5 separate regions of the Mus musculus genome follow, and regions 2, 3, 4 and 5 are each linked to region 1. A link is a contact called in public HiCAR-type, HiChIP or PLAC-seq and promoter capture Hi-C data. All regions are on one chromosome and are shown on one strand. Each heading gives the region's core, a stretch centred on a gene start, on an enhancer-like site or on the middle of the called end of the contact. The rest is flanking DNA. Distances are from core to core; before and after follow the strand shown. Region 1 holds the start of Cmss1 (cms small ribosomal subunit 1). Region 2 holds the start of Pcnp (PEST proteolytic signal containing nuclear protein). Region 3 holds the start of Cldnd1 (claudin domain containing 1). Region 4 has its middle 16 kb from the start of Gpr15. Region 5 has its middle 17 kb from the start of Cpox.

Evidence for each region. Promoter capture Hi-C pulls out the DNA fragments that hold promoters and counts their contacts. HiCAR-type assays count read pairs that join an accessible place to other places. HiChIP or PLAC-seq counts read pairs in DNA pulled down with a chosen protein or histone mark.
Region 2: a contact with region 1 is called in an H3K27ac HiChIP or PLAC-seq map of microglia, with 8 times the contacts expected there. The contact joins the promoter of Pcnp here to the promoter of Cmss1 in region 1. A contact is called at or near these places in 3 of 39 promoter capture datasets (the 3T3-L1 cell line, pre-B cells and second pharyngeal arch cranial neural crest) and 2 of 115 datasets of contacts at active chromatin or transcription factors (large pre-B cells and microglia).
Region 3: a HiCAR-type map of astrocytes shows a contact between it and region 1, with 5 times the contacts expected there. The contact joins the promoter of Cldnd1 here to the promoter of Cmss1 in region 1. A contact is called at or near these places in 18 of 39 promoter capture datasets (the 3T3-L1 cell line, 3T3-L1-derived adipocytes, the C10 cell line and 12 more), 9 of 484 Hi-C or Micro-C datasets (B cells, CD4 T cells, CD8 T cells and 6 more), 4 of 115 datasets of contacts at active chromatin or transcription factors (the 230-238 cell line, astrocytes, embryonic forebrain and 1 more) and 4 of 9 other capture datasets (adipose tissue, embryonic stem cells, liver and 1 more).
Region 4: a promoter capture Hi-C map of liver shows a contact between it and region 1, with 4 times the contacts expected there. The contact joins the enhancer-like site here to the promoter of Cmss1 in region 1. A contact is called at or near these places in 14 of 39 promoter capture datasets (the 3T3-L1 cell line, 3T3-L1-derived adipocytes, the C10 cell line and 10 more), 1 of 115 datasets of contacts at active chromatin or transcription factors (embryonic forebrain) and 1 of 9 other capture datasets (adipose tissue).
Region 5: a contact with region 1 is called in a promoter capture Hi-C map of pre-B cells. The contact joins the enhancer-like site here to the promoter of Cmss1 in region 1. A contact is called at or near these places in 9 of 39 promoter capture datasets (the HPC-7 cell line, cranial neural crest, embryonic stem cells and 6 more), 5 of 115 datasets of contacts at active chromatin or transcription factors (embryonic limb bud, embryonic stem cells, forebrain and 2 more) and 2 of 9 other capture datasets (liver and pancreatic islet).

Annotation. Positions count from the first base shown.
Region 1 is chr16:57,604,649-57,609,598 of GRCm38.p6, forward strand. Cmss1 (cms small ribosomal subunit 1) reads right to left here and starts at 2,219. Exons shown (of 10, transcript NM_025599.3): 1 at 2,018-2,219. The coding sequence starts at 2,078.
Region 2 is chr16:56,027,844-56,032,793 of GRCm38.p6, forward strand. Pcnp (PEST proteolytic signal containing nuclear protein) reads right to left here and starts at 1,874. Exons shown (of 5, transcript NM_001024622.2): 1 at 1,760-1,874. The coding sequence starts at 1,823.
Region 3 is chr16:58,725,976-58,730,925 of GRCm38.p6, forward strand. It overlaps Cldnd1 (claudin domain containing 1), which reads left to right and starts at 1,935. Exons shown (of 6, transcript NM_171826.3): 1 at 1,935-2,109; 2 at 3,198-3,248; 3 at 3,463-3,772. The coding sequence starts at 3,481.
Region 4 is chr16:58,700,731-58,705,680 of GRCm38.p6, forward strand. No RefSeq gene overlaps it. Among named protein-coding and RNA genes, the nearest start is that of Gpr15, 16 kb to the right of the region's middle. Within about 2 kb of position 2,846, at least 81 of the 459 cell types and tissues checked have an H3K27ac peak or open chromatin away from gene starts, as enhancers often do. A contact at or near this core is called in adipose tissue and liver, where this site is marked.
Region 5 is chr16:58,684,327-58,689,276 of GRCm38.p6, forward strand. No RefSeq gene overlaps it. Among named protein-coding and RNA genes, the nearest start is that of Cpox, 17 kb to the left of the region's middle. Within about 2 kb of position 2,020, at least 75 of the 459 cell types and tissues checked have an H3K27ac peak or open chromatin away from gene starts, as enhancers often do. A contact at or near this core is called in pre-B cells, where this site is marked.

The sequences.
Region 1 (4,950 bases), core at 969-3,468:
AAATAAAGGAAACAAAGAAACATAGCCACATCCTTCCAAGCCTGTGTGAGACTGATGGGTTGTGGGGACTGACACATGGAAGTGTGGAGAAAGGCAGGTTTACAACACTATTCCTATTAACCACTGAATACTTTAGAAGCCATCCAGATGTTTGAATTCCAAAATAAATCACATATTAGGATTACATCTCAATCACTGACAAAAAGATAAAGTGTACGGTTAAAACTGCTTATTTAGTTCTGAACAAAATCAGACTGAGAGTCAACTGACACAGTTTGATAATAATGTGCACGCATCGTATACCTTTTAAAATCAATAATGGGTTTGCTTAGAGATGGGATTCTTCTCTTTGGTCACAGTAGTTATCAGGAAAAATGCAAGCGCAAGACAGACTGACTTCAGATCATCCGACTGTGAAGGAGAGCTACCTCACTCAACAGGAGAAGCCCAAGCTAATCTCTGAGATCTCAGTGCTTCTGTTTCCTCCCGTATACAACAGGGATAAAGATAACTACTTCTCTGTACACTTACAAAGATGAATAATCTAGTGCTCATAAAGCAGCAAAAACAATGCATGACAGCAATAGGTAGGCTGAGGCAGGAGAATTAAGAGTTTCAGAATTTAGATCATACTAAGAGCTCAACAAATGAAAACTGGCATTACTGTCATATCCACTGTCTCCTGGCATTTCTGAACACTCCGGTTTTCTTGTTACATGTATGGTGAGAGGGGGCATCTAAGACTCAGAAGAAGCTACTGAGTCATTTGAGAAACACTCCTCAAACGATGGGGAGACTGAGAGTTACAGATTACCTGACTTTTAGCTTCCTACTTCTGTCATCCCTAGTCTAGTCTCAACCCTGGGATCCAGACTGCCACTCGCCACTGGACTGACACTCTACTCTTCTGTTCCCCTTAAATCACAAAACCCATGCTGTAACTTTCAGTTTCACACTGAGAAATGGTCTAAACGTGTTAACTCTGTTTGCTATCATGTGAGATGGTACTGAGATCAAAATAAATGGAAATATGACATTGACCCTACCATCTAAAACTAGAGACAGGTGGACCTTGGATCCTTGGAGGGTGACTTGAGACAGTAACAATAGAAGTAGCTATCGCATGGTTAAGTCTTATGGGGCATGAAATGTTCAAGGCCACTGGAGTGGGGGGGTTACTTAATGCTACTTTACTTGAAAATAAAATGCCTACTGCACACAGAATGGGTACACATAGTACACCATAATAGAAACTGTTGGAGCCGAGCAGTGGTGGTTCACACCTTTAATCTCGGCACTTGGGAGACAGAAGCAGGCGGATTTCTGAGTTCGAGGCCAGCCTGGTCTACAGAATGAGTTCCAGGACAGCCAGGGCTACACAGAGAAACCCTGTCTAAAAAAAAAAAAAAAAGAAAGAAAGAAAAGAAAAGAAAAGAAAAGAAAAGAAAAGAAAAGAAAAGAAAAGAATTTGCTGTAAAGCAGAAGAGTTAAGCCCCTTGCTGGCTCGAACTACACATGATAAAGAACACGCTACTTTAATATTTTGTACATATACTACACGCCAAAAATTGTGTTGTGCTATACAACTTTAAATTACCTTCACTACATCTTCACAATTTTTTGGAGAGAATTACTCCTTTCACACGTGAGGAAAAAGGAGAATGTGTCGGAGTATCAGAGTCTGTGATTTGAATTCCCAATCTGAACCTAGTTCAGGGATTACTGGTAACCACTATGACAAACTGTACAGAAACGGTCTATCTAGTCTCAAGAAAATAGTAAAAAGTCTAGAAAACCAGAGCGCAGGAAGTAGCCCTCTCAGACTGGCAGGCGGCGACGGGGTCCCTCTCGTTCCACGTGTGACACGGTGTTGTCCCTCCCCAGTTCCCGCGCCGTCCCATGTTCCCACGGCTCCGCGCTCCACCTCCGGGCAGACCGCCACGACTGCCACACGCGGGTAAGGCAGCTGAGGCGAGGACCAGGGCAGGAGGAACGAGGGAGGCGGGCGAGAGCTTACCTGGGCTGCTGGCGGCTGCCGGCTGGTTCTCCCACCACTCGTCTCCCAGATCGTCTGCCATCCCCGTGAGACCCGGACGCGAACTGACAACCAGATGAAAGCAAGGCGGCCGCTCGCGCTCCTGGGCTCAGCTTCACTGGCGGCGTTAGCAACGCTACACGCGGAAAAACCAAGGAACTCCGTCGCCCGCGCCACTGGAGATGACGTCACAGACGCCACGCCCCCCCAGCTGCGGCAGCCAGGGGTGTCGCCGTTTCCACACAGGCTCAGACGTTCAAGATCGGCCTAGAAACTCCAAATAAATGCTCTGTTGAGCCTAGAAATACAAGAAAAGAGTTACCATCGGTTTGGGTTATTTTTTTTTAATATTTAAGTATTTTGTTTTGGTTTATGGCCGAAAAGCCGATGTCGAAAGTGCAAGAACGGATGCTAAGACGATTTTTCTCTGTTGGATTTCAAAGAGCTTGCACCGCGGGAGGAGACCCGAGCACGTGGATGTGTTTTCACTTGGTTGTCAGGGTTCTGGCGTTCCAGCGCCTGTGCAGTTTGTCCTTAGAAACGCACCTGAGAGTTGCTGACGATGAATGTCGGAACTTGGTTGTACATGTGAACGTTGCTGCTCTTTTTCTACAACTTAAGAGGGACGAATATCCTGAAGACCTGAAACATACCACTTCTCTATTTAAAATACTTAATCAGGTTTTGATATTCTCTTTAGAGGACTTGGATTGTGATCTGTCCCATTCAGTACCATGGCCCTTGGAACATGAATAGAACTTGGGGCCTGGTGTGGTGGCGCACGCCTTTAATCCCAGCAATCTGGGAAGCAGAGGCAAGCAGATTCCTTGAGTTGAAGGCCAGCCTGGTCTACAGGGGAGTTCCAGGACACCCAAGACTCTGCAGAGACATCCTGTGGAGGAGGAGGAGAATTGTTTTATTCAACAGTACATTTGTTTCTGTCATCTCCATTAGCCATCTGCCTGACAACAGGTATTAAGAGGTCAGGAAGGCCACAGGCCAAATGCAGCGATTGAGTTGTTTGTACCGGTGCTCATAAGTTACTTTTATAGTAGAACGCTTTGGACAACATAAACTAACCAGAAAGAAAGAGTGGCTTTAATATGGTGCGTCTATACATTCATACTTCGTGTATTTGCTAATTCACCCTTTATAGAAAAAAATACAAGCTCTATTGAATAAACAATATAAATTGTATCTTCCCTTTAACTGTTTTGTTACCAGTAAATAGATATCTGGGTTTATAAGTTAGCCTACCCTAACCCCACCTCCAACTCCAACACCCATATCTGGTACTGTAGAATCCAAAATAAGTTCAAGACCACCCAGCCTCTTCCCCTCTGAAGGGACTTTCAGAAACATAGCAGTCAAAATGACTGAGTCTACAGCTGCCAAAACAAAATGAGCTGTTCTTAGAAAAATAACCATAACAAGATAGCAATTTCCAGAGAAATCCCCCTACCCTGCCCCACACTGAATTCTGAGAAAGACTACAAACCACCCTGACCTTTCTAAAATTCCCTGTGACATTAAGAGCTGTGATGTTAATAGCTGACCTATAAGATCAAAATGTAGTGCTGCTTTGCTGATAATAACCCACCATAAGGGCAGGCAAAGTGAGTCACTAGGCCAAAGGGTTACATAGTCACCCTATACAAACCAACTAATGCGTGAAAGGGTTACTTGCTACACCAATGAGAATAAGCCAGATAGCCCTGTTACCTAAATCTGCCCCTTACAAGGCATAAAAAGTATGTTTTTTGTTTATTCTGGGTCTCTCCTCTTGCCTGGGTGCTGAGGAGGGTCCCCAACATGTTGGAATAATAAAAAACCTCTTGCGGTTTTCAGCAATGGAGGTCTCTGTAGTCTTTGTGAGTGAGGGTCTTTTGACAGACTCCAACAGTACCTGATCACCTCATGAACACAGGGAAGCTAAGGCTGAAACAACTACTGGAGCTTTGCCTGAGCCCCTTTTCCTGTATAGCATATGAATAAGTACTGTTAGAGTTTGGGTATGAATGGGTCATTTCTCAGGAGTTTGAACTGGACAACCTTCATAGAAGACAAGTCACTTAAACTTTAGCTTGTCAATGTTTATCAGTCGGCAGTATGAGTGTAATTTTAAAAAATCTGTTCCTTAGTGAAAAAGTTTCAGGTAAGCTTTTAACCTTACTGGGCTTGCGGGGGGGGGGGTCTATAACACAAAGTAAATAAATTAGATGACCCCTCAGAGCTCTCCCAGTTCTGTTCCTAAATCTAAAGTGCCATACAAAGAAGTCTGAACAGTACTATTATAGTTGAAGGGTATGATAGTATGATTGTTTAGGGTAAGTTGTGTTGACGTTACTGTTCAGAACAGAACCGATTTGAGCATGGGTAAGATAGCGATTCTCCATCTTTGGAACCAGCAGAGCCTCTTGTCCTGTTGCCTCAGGTTGGAATACCCTTCTCTTACTTGTGTACTTGCTTCTGTACAAATGCCAAGAATTCCTGTGGATGCCACGATGTGAAAAGATTGGTACCTACTGCTGTGAAGATAAAAGTGTTGTGATAGAGGTTAGCATACTGTGCTGGTTAGTTTTACTATAAACTTGACTCAAGTTATAGTCCTCTGATAGGTGGAAACCTTGATTGAGAAAATGCCTCCTCCATAAAATTCGACTGTAGACAAGCCTTTAGACCATCCTCTTAATTAGTGATTGATGGGGGATGGTTCAGCCCATTGTGGGTGGTTCCAGCCCTGGGCTGGTAGTCCTGGGTTCAATAAGAAAACAAGCTGAAGCCGGGTGTGGTGGCACATGCCTTTAATCCCAGCATTCAGGAGGCAGAGGCAGGTAGATTTCTGAGTTCAAGGCCAGCTTGGTCTACAGAGTGAGTTCCAGGACAACCAGGGCTATACAGAGAAATCCTGTCTC
Region 2 (4,950 bases), core at 624-3,123, 1.6 Mb before region 1:
GATAGCTTGAAATGGCTGTGATTACACATTAAGTTGCTTGTCTCTAAATCTAAGTTTCTACTTAAGTTAAAGAGCTACACAGGGGATCGTCTCCCTACTAAAATAGAGCACGGTCGTGAGGCCCAACCCTAGCATAAATGGGGCCTTGGGTTCAACCTCCAGGATCAATAACGAGGTTGAATGAGTAGGGAAACTACTCGTATTTCCAACACCGTGGGCTGTCTCACAGAAGAAAGGTTGCCAAGTCTAGACAAAGTTTTCCAAGAGAGCTGAACACTTGCCTGAAGCTTATCAATTCAATCCTACCTATGGGCGAAATGTTTCAGTTAAGAAACTCTGCATGACCCCTGTATGTCTGATATTAAAGTGAGCTTTACGAAATCAGGCAAATTATGAAGAAAAGGGCTGCTATTTTAAGTTACCAACATAAAATAATCAATGTAACCCCAACACTGTTAAGATGGAAATATTATTCACAGGACAGAATGTCCCTCAACTGAAAGGGTGGCAAGTACACTGCATACATACACACGAATTTCTTTAGACGTTTAAGGTACATTTTAGCAGTACCTTAAAACGATGTTCTCAGTCAAGGCAAAAGGACCTTAAGTTCAAGGCCACCCCAAGATACTTTAGGCTATAGTTTTTCCTCAAACTACTTTTAACATATAGAAGGTCTAAAGTAAGAACTAAAATCATTAGCTATTTTACTAGTTTATTTTTAAAAAAAAACAAAATGAGGAAGAGACCTGAGAAAGTGGCCGTGGCTTGTAATTCCAGTACTCAGGAAGCCAGAGCTAAATGAGCTCCTAGCTCAAACCGGGGGTGGGGTGGGGGCGGGGGTGTTCGGCAATTAACAAACTTGGTAGACCCTACTTTTGGCCTTTATGCGATACTGAACCTATATGTTCTCACATTTAAGTATTTCAAGGATAAGCCCGAAGAAAGCCAGAACAGTGAAAGGCTAAAACATTCTAAGCATGTGCTAATTATCCTTCCGACAAAAGGGCGTAGGGGAAAAGAGACTACGCATTTCTTTTCCTTTATGTACACCATCAAAAATTACGGGGGTAGGAGGAACGAAAAGATAGCTATAATCTGAGTTTAATTTCGCGACAAATTACAGGAAGATCACACCTTCCTACCACGCCAACGAAATATCTGACATAGACTCCGCTGCTGGCAGCCTAAGAAAGATACCGGAAAGAAAGCGAATCAAACCCTAATTTCAAGCGTTTGCTGCTTGAGCCAGATTCCCCTCTCCCCTGCATCGCCTCGACTTATGCCATCGCAGGGTTTATAAATGTTATGTCTGAAAATACAGCAGAGAGTGGGCTGGGGTCTTCCACCTCCGCAGCGAAAAAGAGAGCATCAACCCTCGTTACGTGTAACCGAGAGGCCGGCGACCTCGGAAAGCCGGCATGCGGCCAGTGCCCGCGGCGGCTCGGCGCTCGTGCGGCGGCCTGAGTGCGCAGCGGGCCCTGAGCTCTCTGCTGTTCGGACTCCCGGGCCAAGCTCCCACCTCCCTTCGCACCGCCCGGTGGTAACCGGCGGCCTCTCTGATTAGGCGACGCGGACCTCGATCTCCCCCGCGGGCCACACCGGGCGTGCCCGGCACTCATCAGGGCCCAGCCCCTGGCCGGGCGAGCGCCAGCTCCGCCGGCTCCTGCGATGCCGGAAAGCCCCCCAACCCGCCCTGGGAACCCCAAAGAAAGGCCGGAGTAGCCCCCGTAGCCCGCGACGCTGGGGTTGTGTTCACCTCCGGCGGCTCCGGCTCGCTGCGGCTTCTCTGGCTTCTCCTCTCCCGCCTTCCCGTCCGCCATCTTCCTCGCCGCGGCCTCCCCCTGCAGCCCGGGCAAGAACGTCACGGCCCCGCCCAGCAACCACAAAGCTTCGGGCGGGCCAGCGAGGCCGCAGCCTAGAGAGGACCTGGAACCCGAGACGGGGACGGATGTGACGTCGTTGGCTGGAACGAGGTGTGTGGTGACGGCTATGGAGGACTGGGCGGTGGGATGGCACGTCCGGGTTAGTACGGACTCACCGATCGTGGAACGGTGGGTTCAATCCTAGGTGCTTCCACGCTCAGCGGTGGTCGCGGCTGGTCCTTCATTTTACGGGATAGGGCTGTGTTCTTACAGAGAAACGTCAGCAGTTAACGGACGCTGTCTTAGTGTTGACACCGTCCAGTGCGGTCCGGTGTGCAATTATCGTTTCCATTTGTGCAATGACACCGAAAAGAGACTTATGGAAGATCACGTCGTAGAGCCTTACGGAAATTGGGGCGGAAGAAATTTCCGCGGCTTTTGCATTCGTGAAAAATTCAGCGTGAGAGTTGTAGCAAGCAAGCAAACATTAAAAGCAGAAATAGGTATACGTGGAGGTCAAGGGCGCTTCCTGCTGTTTCAGAGGACAGTTCAATTCCCAGTTGGGTGGTCTACAGTTAACTGATAACTCCAGTTCCAGAAATCCGACTACTAAGAGTTCACACTCACTTGCATATATTCAAACACCTGTTTAAAAAAAAATACATAAAAAACAAACAAAATCCCCGGCTACACTCCGAAGGGCAGGAGCTGTCTTTCTTACGGAGAAGGGTAGTTTGCTCTACTGCAGTTTGGAGATGTCGGCTTTGTATCTACCCTATTCCACTCATCCCTTCTCTAATAACGTTTAAAATACGCCCCAGCCCAGCTTCAACGTTCGGAATTGCTTTGAATTAGAAGTTATTCACTTCTTGGTGTTTTTCAAGGAGTTTTCTTTACTCCTATAAAACTGTCTGGAGTAAAACTGTCTGCTGGTTAAATCGCCCTATTCTTTCAAGGTAAAAGTATCCGACAGAGTTTTATCATAAAAGCTAGTGCCAGTCTTGTCTCTTAACCTTCATGGACACAATGAACAGCACAAGAGTTGTCTTGTAGCGTTCCCTGCCTCTGTGCTAGCACCAGCACTTGTCTTATACTCAACAGTAAAATACAGGACTCGTCTCTTCCAGATTGGAAACACCTGTTAAGTCCTGCCTCTCCTAGAAACCTTTAGTAGATTCATTTAGTGTCAATGAAATCCATGCATCAAGTATGCTACAGCCTCATCTGTTTCTTACTTCTTTTTCTCTATACTCATTCCTCTGCCCAAATTTGGTCAATTCCTAGCCTGTAATATACACCCAGTATTAGAGAATATAGTTCATTCTGTCCTCCAAGCAACATTGAGTGTTGCTGTCCACAGACCTGCTTTTACTTCTCCATAAAATATCAGTGGACTGTTGGTTGTACCTCAGTTGGCCAAGTGATTGCCTAACGTGCAAAACCCATGGTGGGTTTCATCTCCAACACTGCATAATGAAGTGGTGGCACATATGTCTAATTCCAGTACTTGGGAAGTGGAGATAGGATCAGCCTGGGGTATGGGAGACCCTGTATCCAAATAAATGCTAGTACCCCTTCAACAGGTGATCATGGGATAAAGGTATCATCCTTAGCTACACAGCCATTTCAGTACCTGCCTGAGCTCCATGAGGGCCTACCCCCAAACTAAAACAACAGAACAGAGAAACATGGATGTTGGTAACAGTGGCTATACTGAATCATCCGGTTATCTCAAGATCAGAGTTTGGATCCCTAGTATTCACATAAAGCTGGGGTGCCAGTCATCCTAGTGCCAGAGAGGGAGAGGCTGAGACAGGAGGTCCCCTGGGGTTTGCTGGCCAGCCAGTCCAGCCAAGTCGGCCACCTCCAGGTTGTATCAAAAGTTAAAGTGGCACCAGGGATGGTGGCCATGCCTTTAATCTCACTCAGGTGGATCTTAAAGGCAGCTTAGTCTACATAGTGAAAACACAACTCAAGATAACTAAGACAGTCCAACGACACATGTGTGCATACCCACATGTACACACACATCAGCATATAGGCACAAAAAATTAAAACTAAAAAGCAGCCACATTTCATAGCACCTTGTATTGGTGGTTACCTACACGAAAGCTGTTCGGTATCTGTGAATGAATAACTCAGGCTTCAAGTAGAGATGGGGAGCACTTACCCATTCAGTTCACTGTTTAGCACATAATTATATGTAAGTGACCAGGAAACTGTCGTATAGTAGTATTTAACTCCTGCTTGGTTCACCATGTCTCCTATATGGCTTTAGAGGATAGTATTTACGATTCTCACATTTCTTGTGCCATTAATACCAGCACTTGGGAGGCAGAGGTATGTGGGTGTCAGTGAGCTCAAAGCCAAAGATATACCACAGACCCTTTCTCGGGGAGGGGATATTATGTATCACTCTAGATTGCTGTTTCCTCATGTAAACTTGGCGGCCTCCAATGTGCTGTTAAGCTGAGACCTCGATTCCCAGCAAAGACCCCAAAACCCAAACCATGTGGCTGGGAACAGAAACATGGCTGGGCCATCAGAAACCAGGTTCAGTTCCCATAAACCATGTTGGACATCTTACAACTTACTTGTAACTATAGCAAGGGATATGATGTTTCCTTCTGGTCTCATGGGTACTCACATACACAATACATTCACACAAGCAAGTACACATTAAAGTAAATAAAAACAGGGCCGGAGAGATGGCTCAGCAGTTAAGAACACTAACCGCTCTTCCAGAGTTCAATTCTCAGCAACCATATGGTGACTCACAACCATCTGTAATAGATATCCAATGCCGCCTTGTGGTGTGTCTGAAGACAGTGTCAGTATACACACATACATGAAATAAATAAATCTTTAAAAGGAAAGTAAAAAATAGTAAAAATATAGCTGTCTTAGGAGGGTTTTTATTACTGTGAGGTGACACCATGACCACAGCAACTCTTATAAAGGACAACATTTAATTAGGGCTGGCTGACAGTTCCAAAGTGTTAGCCTGTTACTGTCATGGCAGGAAGGATGTTGGCAGGTACAGTGCTGGGGAAGGGGCTGAGAGTTCTCCATCTGGATCCACAAA
Region 3 (4,950 bases), core at 685-3,184, 1.1 Mb after region 1:
AAAAAGTAGGAGTAAACATTTAACTCTAAAAATTGATTACAGATGATTGCTACCCACAGAACATAGCATAAATAAAAATTGGAAAACACCAAAGATACAGAGATAACTCAGAAATGTGAATGTGTGGTCTGTGGGACTGTGTTTGAGAAGGAAGTTGAGGTCTTCTGTTCTGTGGCTTTCAGGGTGGCCAAAACCCCAAGGACACACTTCCATGTTGACCCTAAGCTTGTGAGTGAACAGGGTTCTGAGCGTTTTCTGGGTGTTCTGTGCTGTTGGAAGGTGAAGGCATCATTGTCCTTTGTAGAGTGACTCCAGAACCTCGTACCTCCTGTGTCATGACGACTAAGTGTACTGTGAGCCCAGGACTTAGAACTTCCAGAGCACACGACTAAACAAACACATTGAAATGCCCTCCTGGCAAGTCTAGCAGCTGGGTAGTTAGCAGACAGGTCCGGAAGCCAGCTGAGGTGTGCAAGAACACTTACCACTATTTATGACAGGCTTCTCCTCTTCATCTGGGACAATCGGGAGTTGTAAAAAGCTACTTCTACTGATCTTATTCAAACACTGGACATTCAATTGTAAATAATGCTTTAATGATTCCTTAACAATCCTCAGGTCCTCTGCCTGACATTTTTTACATTTTCTTATCTATAGATTCTATTTTCAAAAGTCCATATATTGAAAACCAAAGGCAATCTTATCTTAAAGATTATGAAGTAAATTGTCCAGTGTCTTAAGATTGGTTTACTAACCTCAGTGTTGATGTTTGCCAAGTTAGTTCATCTTCATGGGCTTCAGTTTCTCTGTCTACAAACTTAGGCTGTTTCTTTTCTTCTTAAAAAATGTCTCTTTACCAGAATTGGTTGCACAAGTTACTTCAGGAAGTAGACGTCTCATGAAGGCCGGTGGATGAAGACATCTGCTGCATAAGTGCATTCACAAGTCTTACTGTGGATTCACTATTCGACTCTACACACTCATCGAGCTTTCAAGATGACACCTGAGGCAAATTACGTTTTCATTTGATGCTATCCGTGAAAATCTAGTCATGCCTTGTGGATACTGGGCTCTGCCAGAAGTCCTTTTCCAGACACAGCCTGTGATGGTGAACCGGAACCACAAGCTAAAGGCAAACGATTTCTAACTTAAAAAAAAAAAAAAAAATCTTCTCTACCTGTTTAGAAATTCCTGTGAAGTATTTGAGGGCTTAGAATCATTCCATTGCTTCCATGTCACACAGCCATCTGTCTCCGAGGCTACCCACAACTTTTTCTGTTGAAAATGATCTCTAAATTCCATTTCATATTACATTCACACTTTAAAGTAACATTTTTGAAATCTAGTATCCTTCGGATTTACAAGTTGGGTTTTTTTTTTTGTTTTGTTTTTTTGTTTTGTTTTTTACAACTGAAACAAACAGGGAACTTGATTACAGTAGAGAGCAAATAACAGATTTCTTCAAACAAGAATAACGTAATTATATCAGGTTATAATGCTAGTTTAGTTAGATCCTTAGTTACATTTAAACAAAACAGAAGAACACGTTGTTCAAATGGGAGGGACGATGTAGGAAATGGGAGGGGGGTTGATATTTGAAGAGTAGAGTTCCATTAAAGTTCATCAACTCCGTAGTACTGATTTTTAGAGGTAGGGTGTTATCGTAGGGAAAACAGAAGACTCGACGTTAGATCTCGGCTAAATCAAAGCCTTTGACTATGGTTGACCAAAGATCCTCCCCCATCACTTTCTGGAGCTTGGTCCCTCCTTTTTTGAGGTGTAACAATCCCGCAGTTAAGACTTCAGCTTTCCTCACTGATCTTCAGAGTTCTTTCTTCGGAGAGAACTACATTCCCCACAATTCCTCGCGCGTCGTCAGGCATGCTCTCCTCTGGCTCTAGCCCCTTCTCCTCCAGTATTCCTACAAGTCCCACAAGGCCCCTCGGCCCAGGGCCGCTTTGGCCCGGCCTGGGGTGGAGGTGGAGGCGGAGGCGCGGGAGTTATGGAGGGGGCGGGCTCTGCAGGGAAGTACGTCAGAGGAGGCGCGGGGAGAGTAGGGTGCTGTGGTCGGAGCTGGAGGGCGAAGCCGGTGGAGTGAGAGGATGGGCGGTGAGTTCGCGGGGTCGCGGGCCGGCTCGGCTCGCGACCTGGGGAAAGGGCTCCTTGCTGGCGCGGCCAGGCCCGGGGGCTGGAGCGGCAGGCGGGGCGGGGAGGGGCGGGGCTCCGGGCCAAGGGGCCGGGGCTGGCTGGGTTCGGGTACCCAGGGCGCTCGCCCAGCCCTGCCGGTCTCCGCCCGCCCATGCCAGGCCCTGCTGTGCGGCCCAGGGTGACTGCGCTAGGCGCAGCTTCCAGAACCCGGCCTTTAAGGTCATCCGAGAGCACCAGGATGGACGAGAATTTTGAGAATCAGAATACAAATCGCACTTGCTGGGCTATTGATGACTGTAGTCGCCCCGGTCTTTTCCCCAGTCACTCCCCATTTTCCAAACTCCGCTCCCCAGTTTGTAAGCCTGTTTTCACGGGTGCTTGAGACGAGGGGTTTGGTGCTGTCACGGTGTGCATACATTTGGCAGGGTTTGACTCAGCGTGATCTTGCCTTGAGTCATTTTACCGCGGCCATTTACTACCGCCGTGGAGCCCTGTCCACGCCTAGGGAGTGTTCAGATTTTGCCTAAGTCACTTTTCTGTTTGCGAGTAGGGATTATTTAGTTTTTATGGATCTGTGCTATATTTTAGGATATACGGAGCAGTATTACAGTTTGGGAGGTTGAGAAGTGTGTAATGGAATGGGGGGCGGGGAGAGTAAGGAGTGAAGAATCCGGTTGTGTCAAGAGGCTTGGCTTAGCTTTAATTGAATTGAAGGAGATTGATAACTAACATGGTGTTTTTGCTCTCTTTGCTATGACATACATTTAAACTTTCCCCTCGGGTTAACACCTTCAACTCTGATTTCCAACTTACACCTCACTTCTGCCCTTATTTATAATTGTAAGCCTCCCCACTAAAAAAGCTGGGGGGTCTTCGTTTCCTATTCTGCTGTCTTTTTTCTCACACAAGCCTGAAAACACATAGCATGTTTATAGCTTGTGTAAAAATCCACTCTGCATTTAAGGTGTGCACGCTGCACTGCTGACCATGGGCATGTCTGTTGTTTGTACCTGTAATGTGTATGTCCTTTTCAGTGTTGTCTGTTTTAGTATGCAGGTGATAGACTAGAGAACAAGACTTCTGTCTCCGTAGCATCTTGGGTATGTGAGCATTCAATAAGTACTTTTCATGAGAATGCCTTTTGTTTTAAACTTAACATTTGTTGCCCTTTTGTTTGTAAATTTTTTACATCGATAAATGCATTGCGTTATGGAAAGAAGGGATGGGGAGTAGGGTAAAGGGGCTTTTTTTTTCTTTTTAGCATATTCTGATTTGCTCTTGAGGTCTGACTTTTCTTTCTTTAACTTAAAACAGAGCAGTCTGAATGCCAGAATGGATAACCGTTTTGCTACTGCGTTTGTGATTGCTTGTGTGCTTAGTCTGATTTCCACCATCTACATGGCGGCCTCCATAGGCACGGACTTCTGGTATGAGTATCGAAGTCCCATTCAAGAGAATTCAAGTGACTCGAATAAAATCGCCTGGGAAGATTTCCTCGGTGACGAGGCGGATGAGAAGACTTACAACGATGTTCTGTTCCGATACAACGGCAGCTTGGGGCTGTGGAGACGGTGCATCACCATACCCAAAAACACTCACTGGTATGCGCCACCGGAAAGGACAGGTACGTCCTTTACGTCCTAATAATGATGGCCCAGTGACGTGCAAGCTTGTCTGTGCTTCCTTCCCCTAAGAAAGTCTTCTGCATCTGTTTTATTCCTATCATTGTCTTGCCTCAACTTCCGTGCAATCCCATTGTCCCCGATGATACCACGGCACCTCATATTGTGATCAACACTTGAATCCTCATACTTATTTGCCAATTAAATTGTTTTTTATTCATGCCACATGTCACGAGGAATTCGCTTGAACAGTTGAAATATTTGACAGTTTGTGGTATTCAAAATCAAGTCAGAATGTGAGTTGCAGAATCAAGTCAAACTGTGAGTTGATTGCCCTCTTACAGTTAGCTATGTTAGCCAGGCGGCAGTGGCACAAGCCTTTAATCCCAGCACTCCGAGGGCAGAGACAGGTGAATCTCTCTGAATTGAGGCCAGCCTGGTCTACCGAGCAAGATCCAGGACAGTCAGGGCTATGCAGAGAAGCTCTGACTCTCTCATAAAGCAAACAAAACCAAAAATGATTACCTATTTTATAGTAGGTTTCCATCATTTGCCTTGTATTTTAGAGAATGTAATTTGACCAACTCTGCCTTTAAATCTGTACATATTTGAGACTTGTACAACTATAACGAGTTAATAACCTAAACAAAATTACAGAAGAATCTAAGTTGTCTCTCAGAATTATTCTTCAAAAATTCTATCAACACAAAGACTTTAATTTTTCAAGTATTAAATTAGAAAGTTTACAGTTTATTTTTGTTTATATTTACTTCTTTTGGCCTTTCACTGAGTAAGCACTGTATTCAAATCATAGCAGAACACGCTTAAGTTTCCATCTATTAAAAGGAATACCAGATCTGAAAAGTAGGTTTACATTCAAAGAAAGGGAACACAGCTGCAGTGTATTGTAAAACCTCCGGTTCATAAGCAGAGACATCCTGGCAGGTGTGAGCGGGACACATCCGAAGAGGAGAGCTGACCTTGTCACTGGCTCATATCTAAACCCATGGGCATAGTGCAAGGCTATCAGCTTGGGATTGCTTAGGAGCTGGTTGTAATTCAGATGTGAGATCACTAGAATCAGAGCAGCATAGTAACCCTGGGTAGTAGCTAGATCTTGAGTCTACTTTGAAGGAGTAGCTGTTAGGATTTTCTGTTAGAATGTATATGGGTAAGAATG
Region 4 (4,950 bases), core at 1,596-4,095, 1.1 Mb after region 1:
TTTTAATTAATTAATTGATTAATCAATTAAGAAGTTAATTAGGTTTGTATGAGATGGAATCTGCTTTATTGCCCAAGCTGGCTTACAAGTAGACCTCAAGTGATCCTCACGACTCTTCCAAGTTGCAGACACATTACATTGGGCATCTAGTGATAAGATTTGCTCAGGAACTTTTCGAAGGTCATGAAACACTCACCCCTCCAGAAGGGAGAGACTAATTAACGTTTCTCAGACCACAGGGCAGGAACCCACCTTCAGATGGGAACACATTCTGCAGGACTGACCGTTGTTCACCTTCAGACAAGGGAAGACCTTGTCACCTTATTCCCTAAAGACCAATCAGTTTAAAGGGTGCGCTGTTCCACCAATCTTATTGTGCCTAGTTGCTGATGCTCTGTTCTGTCCCTGGAAACCATACAAAAACTCACCGAATGGGTACTGGGGGTCGCCGCCTCTCCTTCGGGTCTGGGACGACCCCAGTGCACTGGAACAACAAATTCCTCTTGCTTTTTGCATCGATCCTGGCTCCACGTGGTTCACTCAGGGGCTCCCTGGTAATCTAAGGCTCTCTGGAATCTTACACTAGCTTGCTGGTTTATTTTTTGTTTCACACAAACTGTTAGTAACTCCTCAGTGAAAAAGACCAATAGCTGAGGAGTGAGGGAGTTGAAAAGAAAGAATACAAAGGATGTTTAGTGCAGCGAACCACTCTGTGGCTTATAATGCTGATGCCCCAAAACATGCAATATATAATGTGACATGTGAACCCCAAGCTGCTCTATGAGACTAAATGGGAGAGACATGGCAATGTATGTCCATCGGTTGCAATGGATTTACCTCAAACTGGCTGCTGGGAGGTAAATAACAGAGAGGTTATGAGTGCACCTCCCTGCAGTCTTTTGGGGAGCTAAACTTTCTGTATAAAATAAAGCCTTCATTAAAACCATACCAAAATACCACCTCCAATCCTTTGTTACTTGGAAGTGCAGATGGCCTATGAAAGAGTCAAGTGCTAAAGTCCAAAAAAGACAAAAATCGTTGTAGGGAGAAGAAAGCCATAAGCTGCTGGGCTAAAGGCTCTGGCTCTGGCTCTGGATGGGTGTGAGAGCTGGTGTGATCTACAGTTTTCTCACAGATCGCCAGGGGGGGAGGGGGCAACCCCCAGAGTCAAGAGGAAACACTGATTGAAGGCATCGGCTCTGGGTCCTGGCCATGGCTGGATTACTTCCTGTGTGAGTGATTGTGAGAACGCCCCGAGACTTATTTTTCTTACCTGAGTGACAAGTATCTTCCCAGCACAGTGAAGGAGGCTCTGCAGTACAGTACATCCTCTGCTCTTTGCTCTGAAGTGATGCCAAGATTTTGGTTATTACTCACAAAGAGAACGATGCCCCTGAAGCATGCAAGCCGCAGACATGCATTGAGGTCTGCCTGCCTGGATTCTGCCAGTTTGTCTCTGCTTGTCCCTGAATGGGATGCGCTTACCTTCCCATCTATAAGACTGAAGAATTAGTTTATCTTATTGTTTTAAGGACAACTTAGATATGTCTGGAACATATTTAGTGAAGTACATTTATCCATTTTACCCCAGTAAATGACCCACGAAAGCTGTGCTCTTTCTTTTCCAAGTGTGGCACAACATCAGAAACCTGTCTCTGCCATTTATTTTAGCTCAGGCTAAATTAATGCCCCCATTGCTCCAGGAGAGAGGGAAGCTGACTTCTTCCGTGTTTCCTTGCTGTATGATCACTTCCTTCTTTTAGCTCATTGGTGTCTGATGACGATGGAAACCTCCTCCCACTCTCTTTGATGTTTTAATAAATAAATCTAAATAAACGGACCATAGACAGACTGACCAGAGAAAAACCATTTAAATTGCACGCATGCACAAACGTCCCGCAGACATGATACATGACGAACAGCTCATATTTGCAGGTAAGCACCCTGAGGATGAAGAGAGTAGGAGCTTGGAGCATCTTCAAGAAGATTGAGATGGAGCCTGTGCTGAGCCAGTGGAATGGAAACAAGGCCGATTTGCTACACAGACAAGTTGTGTCTGAGCATCTCTCTGAAGACCTGGTGACAGTCTGTGACAGAGCCTGCCTGTCACAGTAGACGGTGTATCTTCCATCTTTTCTGCAATGTAATTTGCTTTCTTCCACATGGAGGCAATTCCTTCAGAGGGGACTCAGGACAATGGCAGTGACTTGTGCATCTTTTGGCATATGAAACATGTCAGGAAAAGCTTCTCCCCACACCTTGAGAGAATAGGGAGTTAGAGTGAGAGGGCAGAAGGTTACAGACCTTGGTTCCGAGGTCTTCCTATTCTGCTTAGCTCAAAGTTTTCAGCATGCTCAAGTGACATACTTGGGGTATTACTTCTCGAACCCCAGCAATCTCTAGGACAGACATGTGACATTTTTATCCTATTGCTCTATTAGAGTTGTATCTATTTGAGAGGAAGTAAACCACAAGGGGATCTTTGGACAATTAAAAGCTGTGTGTTACATTTAGAAAAGGAGAGAACTTTAAAAATACGAAGATAAATTCTGCAGTGAGGGGAGTGGTGGAAATCCCGATTGTTCATTACTAGTGTTACATTTTTATAAAAAGATGTTTATTCTCTTCTTCTTGACCATGTTTTCATTTGACACCTGTCTTCTTGGGTGGAAATAGCCTTTCTATGAAGCCCCTGGGAGTAGAGGAGTGGGGAGTTTCTGCTCCTTGCGTGTGATTGCTTTCCTTTGTTAAGTAATGAGATCAGTCAGCATGTCACACTTTACTCTCCAGTGATGGCCACCACCTCTCGATTTCATGAGAAACGATAAAACAAATGAGTCACCCCAAGGGTGCTTCAAGAATGGCACGCTAGGCTCAGGCTGGCCCCACCTCCTCTGTAGCTGAAGAGGTTCCAGAAAAAGCCTTCTGGGATGCTTCTCCCACTTCCCTCTCTTTCTCTCTTCTTGCCTCTCATTTGTCTTTCTGGATTCCACAGAACTGTTTTAACTGGCAAATATGAATCTTATTTGAAATATGAAAAGCAGTACTCTGTGACTTTTTGTCGTTTAAGGTACATTTCTGCACATACAGACAAGGCATTTTGAAAAGAGGAGGGCAGAGGTGTTTACTCTTAATTCGCAGTCGCCCCGGGTGACCTGGTCCAATTTTAGAAAACTCTGCTTAGCCTGCATTCTGTTTCCTCTTCCTTCTGAGATAAACTTGGCTTAGGTGAGTGTTTTCATAACCCTTGCCCTGTGTTTTAGCCACGGTTGCTTTCTTATCTTTTAAATTACAACCATTCTTTGTTTAAATGCTTGGAATGTTTCACAGTTAAATCACTCTCATAAGTCACGGGAGAAACACAAAAATACAGTGTGGAGTGACTCCAAATGGGACTCAGTTCTAAACCACTTTATAAGATCAGATTTGTAAATAATCACCTGCTTATAAAGGAGATGGTTGGTCACATAAGAAGAGAGTAGGGAAGGATTTTTTCTTATTGCTCAGTTCATGTATCCTTTGGGAGGAAAGCAAACCAATAGTGCTTTGGATTCCCTTAGCCCTAAGCCCTATTCCAAAGTGTTTTTTTTTTTTTCTTATCTCCTGATTTTATTGTATAAGCCTGGATAGAGTGAGTCTTTGAACACAGGAGATTTGGAAATTAGGATGGTGCATGAGAGTGCTAGAAACTGGAGAAAATTCTATAGCCCAGTAGAGAAGGATAGCAAAAACCAACACAATTTTGATCAAGGAAGCAGGTAACATCCTGGCCCAACTGCTTATTTTTTTCTTTTTATGAAAATTCTTTAAGATTACTTAGACCACAGTGTTTAGATAGGTTAGCATCTTGATGATCAGCTGAATAAATGAAGACACACAAGACGAATGTTGCCAGATGGCTTAAGGTGGAGCACATTTATAGTCCATCTACTCTAATCCTACCAGTTTCAGACCTGGGGTTAATACCCATGGTGACTGCTGGTTTCCTTCTAAACAGGTTCTAACATTTAGGAACAACTTCCACAGAACACTTTTAGTGACTTGTCAGTATTTGACTTAGTAATGCTGCATATTTGAGAACAGAAAAATAAAGGACGATGTTTTCTGTCATGTAACTATCCTCATTCTTCTCTCAACTAGTCCCCTGCTACACATTGTGTGTCACAAAGCTTTTATTTTAAATGTCTTAGACAGGCTTTAAACTTACTTTCCCTCAAGATGTGGTATATGATTAATATTAAAGCAATGGCACCCTCCTATTTTATATACTTTCTACTCCAGTTGAACCCCAATCTCACTAGGAAGTTGAAAAACACTGGCTTAGGTTATAAGCCCTAAGCCTGTAAGAAGACACATTGCTTTGCAGAGTATTTATAGCAAGCACTATGACCTTCTTGAAGGCTGGATGTTAATTAGTTATGACTACTTCTTAATTCAGGGGTGACACAGATGAGCAGGAACAGATAGCAAAGGCTGGTTTATTAGCAATGCTGAGAGAAGGCTAATTACTGGGCATATGTTATTACTCTGTGGAAATGGATTTATTGCAAGGGACCCTGCCAAAGCCTTTGTAGTCTGTATTACTGAGGGGTTTAAAGGCCCATGTTAAATGAGGAAGGAAGCAGAAGCCAATACCCTTTGGCCAATAGACACTGCTCACAGAGAAAAAGTCTACTGACTGTATTTTACCATTTGCAGAAACCAGTACAGCTGGTTAGTCACACCCATGGAGCAGAGGCATGGAGAATGGAAGCCCTTTGCTGCATCATTTGCCAATCTGGCTTAGTTAGAACTTGGAGAAAACTTAGCTTATTCTTTTGGGTAGAAAGGCAGTTAAAGAGATGAAGCCAACTGAGACAAAGGGAAATACTGGCTGGAGGATGTGTTCCATTAAGGGTTTCAGACTCAAATAGTTCTATGGCAAGGCCTTGTCAGGTTGACTACAGCAGC
Region 5 (4,950 bases), core at 770-3,269, 1.1 Mb after region 1:
CCAGTTTTCAGATGGGTAAGGCAGAAAGCCCTTTACATGATCTGTTCCATCTGGGATGTACATCCTGCTAACAACACATATAATATGTGAATCCACCCAGCTTATCAAATTCTTGAAGTTCTGTTGTGAAAATAATTGGGTCAATAAATATCCTTGCTGGGATAGTGATGTATGCCTTTAATCCCAGTGCTTGAGTGGCAGGGGCTGGGGCTGGGGCAGGGGCAGAGGCAGAAAGGCAGATCTATGAGTTCAGGTTGGCCTGGTCTACAGAGCAAGTTCCTGGACATTGAGAAACCATGTCTCAAAACAAAGGATTGGAGAGATGGCTCAGTGGTTAAGAGTACTGGCTGCTCTCTTAGACATCCTGAGTTCCATTCCCAGCAACCACATGGTGGCTCACAATCATCTATAAAAGGATCTGATGCCCTCTTCTGGCACACAGGTATACAAGCAGATAGAGCACTCATCCATTAAATAAATATACCTTAAAGAAAACAAAACCAACCAAACAAACAAAACAAAAAAATTCCAATGCATGCCCCCCACCAAAACCAACAGCTCCACCAACCAAAAACCCAACCAGCCAATAAATAAATATCCTTTAAAATATTTTAATTAGTATCTCCAGCAATACAACTCGGCAGCTTCTACTCAAGGTAGTTTTTATTATCTTCCTCTTTTATGCTATTCAACATGAAGGGATACTTTAAAAGAATATATTTTGGGGTTGGAGAGACAGCTCAGCAGGTAGAACACTGGCTGCTTTTCCTGATGACCTGGGTTCAATTCTCAGCACCCAAAAGGCAGCCCACAACTGTAACTCCAATTCCAAGGGATCTAACCCCCCCCCCCACCACCACAGGTATATATGCAGCAAAACATCAATGCACTAAATAAATAAATAAATAAATAAATAAATAAATAAGAAAGGAAGCAATGAACAAGGACCTACTTTTCCTCATTTTAGTAAGGAATGGGACCTGCCTTGTTGACAACCAAAGGCGGTCTTCTCAGGTGACACCCACCTAGCATGTGAGCAGAGTCAAGCTATAGCTGAGATTCCAGAATCATTGTCCACAGCATCATTGTACATGATAAGGTAGTTGCTGTGATAGTTCATTAAATGTAAAGATTGTTAAATAGCCATAGATAACTAGAATGTGTTAAGTGCCATTAACAAAAATGAGGGGAGGTTATGGAAGAGCTTAAAATGCCCACAAGCTACCCATGCTAGTGTTTATGCGAATCTATAGCTCTTGAGGAAATTCAACCCGGAAGCATAAACATACCTATTGTTCATATAAAGGTGGTAATTGAAAAAGTAGAAGAAGACCTGGCCAAGGAAGTAAGTGCAGTATTAAGAAAGGACGCGACAGACTGAATCAGGGCAGAGAAATCAAGGGAGGAAATCCCAGGGGAGGAAGCGTAAGAAACAGCTCATATAAATGAAACAGAGAAGAGAGAAACTGAAAGGCTACACGAGGTGTGACTGCTACGGGGTGAAGACTGTACAGCTGCTGTCTGTGGAGGAAAGGGAAGGCGATAATGTAGCTTGTGCTCTGTGTCAACACGCCTGGTCAGTTTGGAATCACAATATTTCATAAACAGTGTAATCCATTAACAACAAGGTTTTCTCGGTAGTAAAAGCTAAATAAAAATTATTTTCATTGCTGTGCGCAGTGTCTTCAGGTTCTAACTGTGCATGAACATGGCAATCTTGTAAGAACCTTGCGGAACAGCTTTGCTCAAATGTAGTTCTTGGTTTGGGGGAGGAAGGTGGAGGGGGAATGAAGAAAACTGAGGAAGAAGGGAGAGTGAGAAGAGAAGGAAGAGGGAGAGGGGGAGGGGGCAGAGAGATTTCTGGAGAAGGACAAGGCAGAATAAAACAAGATGTGAGAGCCTTTGAATCCTGTGCTTCTTAAACTGCGCTTCTCTGGAGAGATTTTCCAGACTACTGTTAGCAACTCAACACAGTGTGCCTGCTACACATGCCTTGTCACGTGACTCCACCAGGTTTCCCACAACCGCCTGAAGTTCAGCGTTTGCTGTGTGCTACAGCTGCAAGAAAGCGGAACGACTGCAGCTGGGTTCTTATCAGAATCCCTACAGGTTCCAATCCGGAGTTGTCTGACTCCATGAGAAAGTGTCTGCCTCTTTCTGAGAAGGAACAAGCATAGTATCTTGACTTTCGAATAATAAATGACATTGAAGAAAATTTAAAAGACACTTATTCAAAGAGGCATCTCTAGTGTGTAGTTTCTGGACACCACAGGGTGTGTTTGAAACTTCAGCAAGAAGTTTCAGCAAGACTTCAAGTCTCTATTTTTGTGAGCCATTAAATTATTTCCACTATAAATCATCACAACCCTGTATGTATTTACATCATCAAGCTTATTTATGAATACAAAAATCATCAGCACCTAACCAAAATTTTCAAAATTTATTTCTCCTTTGGGCTGGTAAGATGACTCGATGGATGAAGACACATCTGAGAAGCGAGACAACCTGAGATCAATCCCCAGACTTCCCATGGTGGAAGGAGAGAACTGATCTCCACAAATCATCCTCTGACCTCCACAGGCATCCATCCCTGGGCATATGCTCCTGTGTGTGTGCACATACAATAAATAAGCAATCAAAATTATCTATTCAAACACACTCTAGACTTTTACATTTTTAGTTAAAAAAAAAAACCAAAAGAGGAGAAGTCAGGATACAAAATATCTTGACAAATCAAGCTGGGGAGATGGCTCAGCTGTAAGAATACTCGCCAGCCACTATTGCAGGGATCCAGGTTCCATTCCCAGCCACCCACATGGTGGCTCACAACCAACTGTAACTCCTGTTTCAGTGAACCTGATGCCCTCTTCTGGCCAGCAAAGGTGCACATATATACACACACGCATGCAGAAAAACACTCATTCACATAAAGGTCTTTAAAAAGATAGAGAATATGATAGTTCAAATTGGTTTCTTTTGGCTGGAATTAAAGCAGAGGAAATGTAAATATGGTAGTTACTCATAATTTAAAGGGCATTTATAGGTACTATCTAAAACCTCATAGGTGCTATCTAAAGGAACATAAATAAATAAAAGTAGAGTATAATGTAGAAATGTAAACCAATCCAAACTGGAGAACTTTTAAAACATAAATTTAGAACAGGTAATACAAAATAATAGACCTATCACAAGCCTATCTATCATCGTATATCAATAAAAGCATCACAGCATTTATTAAAATAATTTAAATGAAACTATAAAATAAAACTAAGAGGTAATGTGTAGCAGAGACAACTCAAGACACAGTGCTTTAGAACGTAATACACAGCAGCTATTCTAGGCAGGTACAGAAGTTTAAAAAGGAGTTAAGATAAAATAGAAAGAACATGAACATCCAAAGAACCGGAAGAAAACAGAGTATTTAAATGTGGTAACATAGAACTACATACCGAAGAACTACACACCATCACCTCATTCACAGGGAAAAGTGAACAAACACGGAGATAAACATGAGAAGAAACTAGACTTAAGCACACTTGGAGCAGGTAAAGCATTTTACTCCTGTGACAGTAAACACCAGAGAGTGACTTACACTTCTGTGTTGCAAGATTCACATAGCCAGGGCTGGAGAGATGGTTCAGCAGTTAAGAGCACTGACTGCTCCTTCCAGAGGTCCTGAGTTCAATTCCCAGCAACCACTTGGTGGCTCACAACCATCTCTAATGGGATCCAATGCCCTCTTCTGGTGTATTTGAAGACAGCTACAGTGTACTATTATGAAATAAATAAATAAAAAAAAATTTTTTAAAAGAAGATTCACAGTAGCCCAATCAGGCTCAGTGTCTGTGAGCACATACATGGATTCAGTAAATGAATGTACCGAGTGGAGATGGGAGCCATAAGGAGCACACAGTTGAGTTGTCTACAGGCAGAAAATGGCTTCAACTGGAGAGCATCATGTTTGTGAAATACACCAGACTCTGAATCATTTTCATGTTCTCTCTCTCATGGGTTTTATTGTTACATTAGATCTCTCTCTCTCTCTTACACACACACACACACACACACACACACACACACACACACACGCTTGCACAAGTGCACATGCACACATGCACACATACATACACACAAAATTATCGGAAATAAAGAAAAGAGAAACAAACATCAGAGGCAGAAATCAGAAAAGAAGGGATTTTTTTTTTTACAAAAGATTTATTTTATGCATGTGAGTATACCACATTGCTCTCTACAGACACCCAGAAGAGGGCATCAGACCCCATTATAGATGGTTGTGAGTCACCATGTGGTTGCTGGGAATTGAACTTAGGACCTCTGGAAGAGCAGTCAGTGTTCTTAGCCGCTGAGCCATTTTGAAAGTTATCAGGAGTTGGGGACTCTAACCCAACTCCTGTTCCCTTCCTCAGAGGATATTGGGCTCCCTCTGTGCAGGAGACTCATAAGTTTGTTTCTGCAGGAAAAAAAATAGTTCTGAAGAAAATTGCTTTACTTTGGAGGCTTTGGTGGCCCACCAAACTGTCTAGCTCTTTTTTGTCCTCTAGCTTTGTGCATTCTTAAGAGTGTGCAGTGTCTTAGAGCCTATGTATGCAAATAGACAGGTGGGGGTCACTAGGCCCTGTAGAGAATCTCCAAATATGGGAGGAAGGAAAATAAACAAAGGAAGACAAGCAAAATATGTAATTATTATGTTCAGACAAATGTGAGATTAAACTTGATATATAACATAGAGATAGGAACAACAGAGATATCCTGGTGGTTCAGTGCTTGCTTACTGTTCTTCTAGAACACCCAGGATCTGGCCCCAGCATCCATTGTAGACCACAACAGTCTGTAACTTCGCTTACAGGTGATCCCACACCCTCTTTTGGCCTCCATTGGCAACAGGCATGTTCATATGCACTTATATACATGCAGGCAACATGATCATAC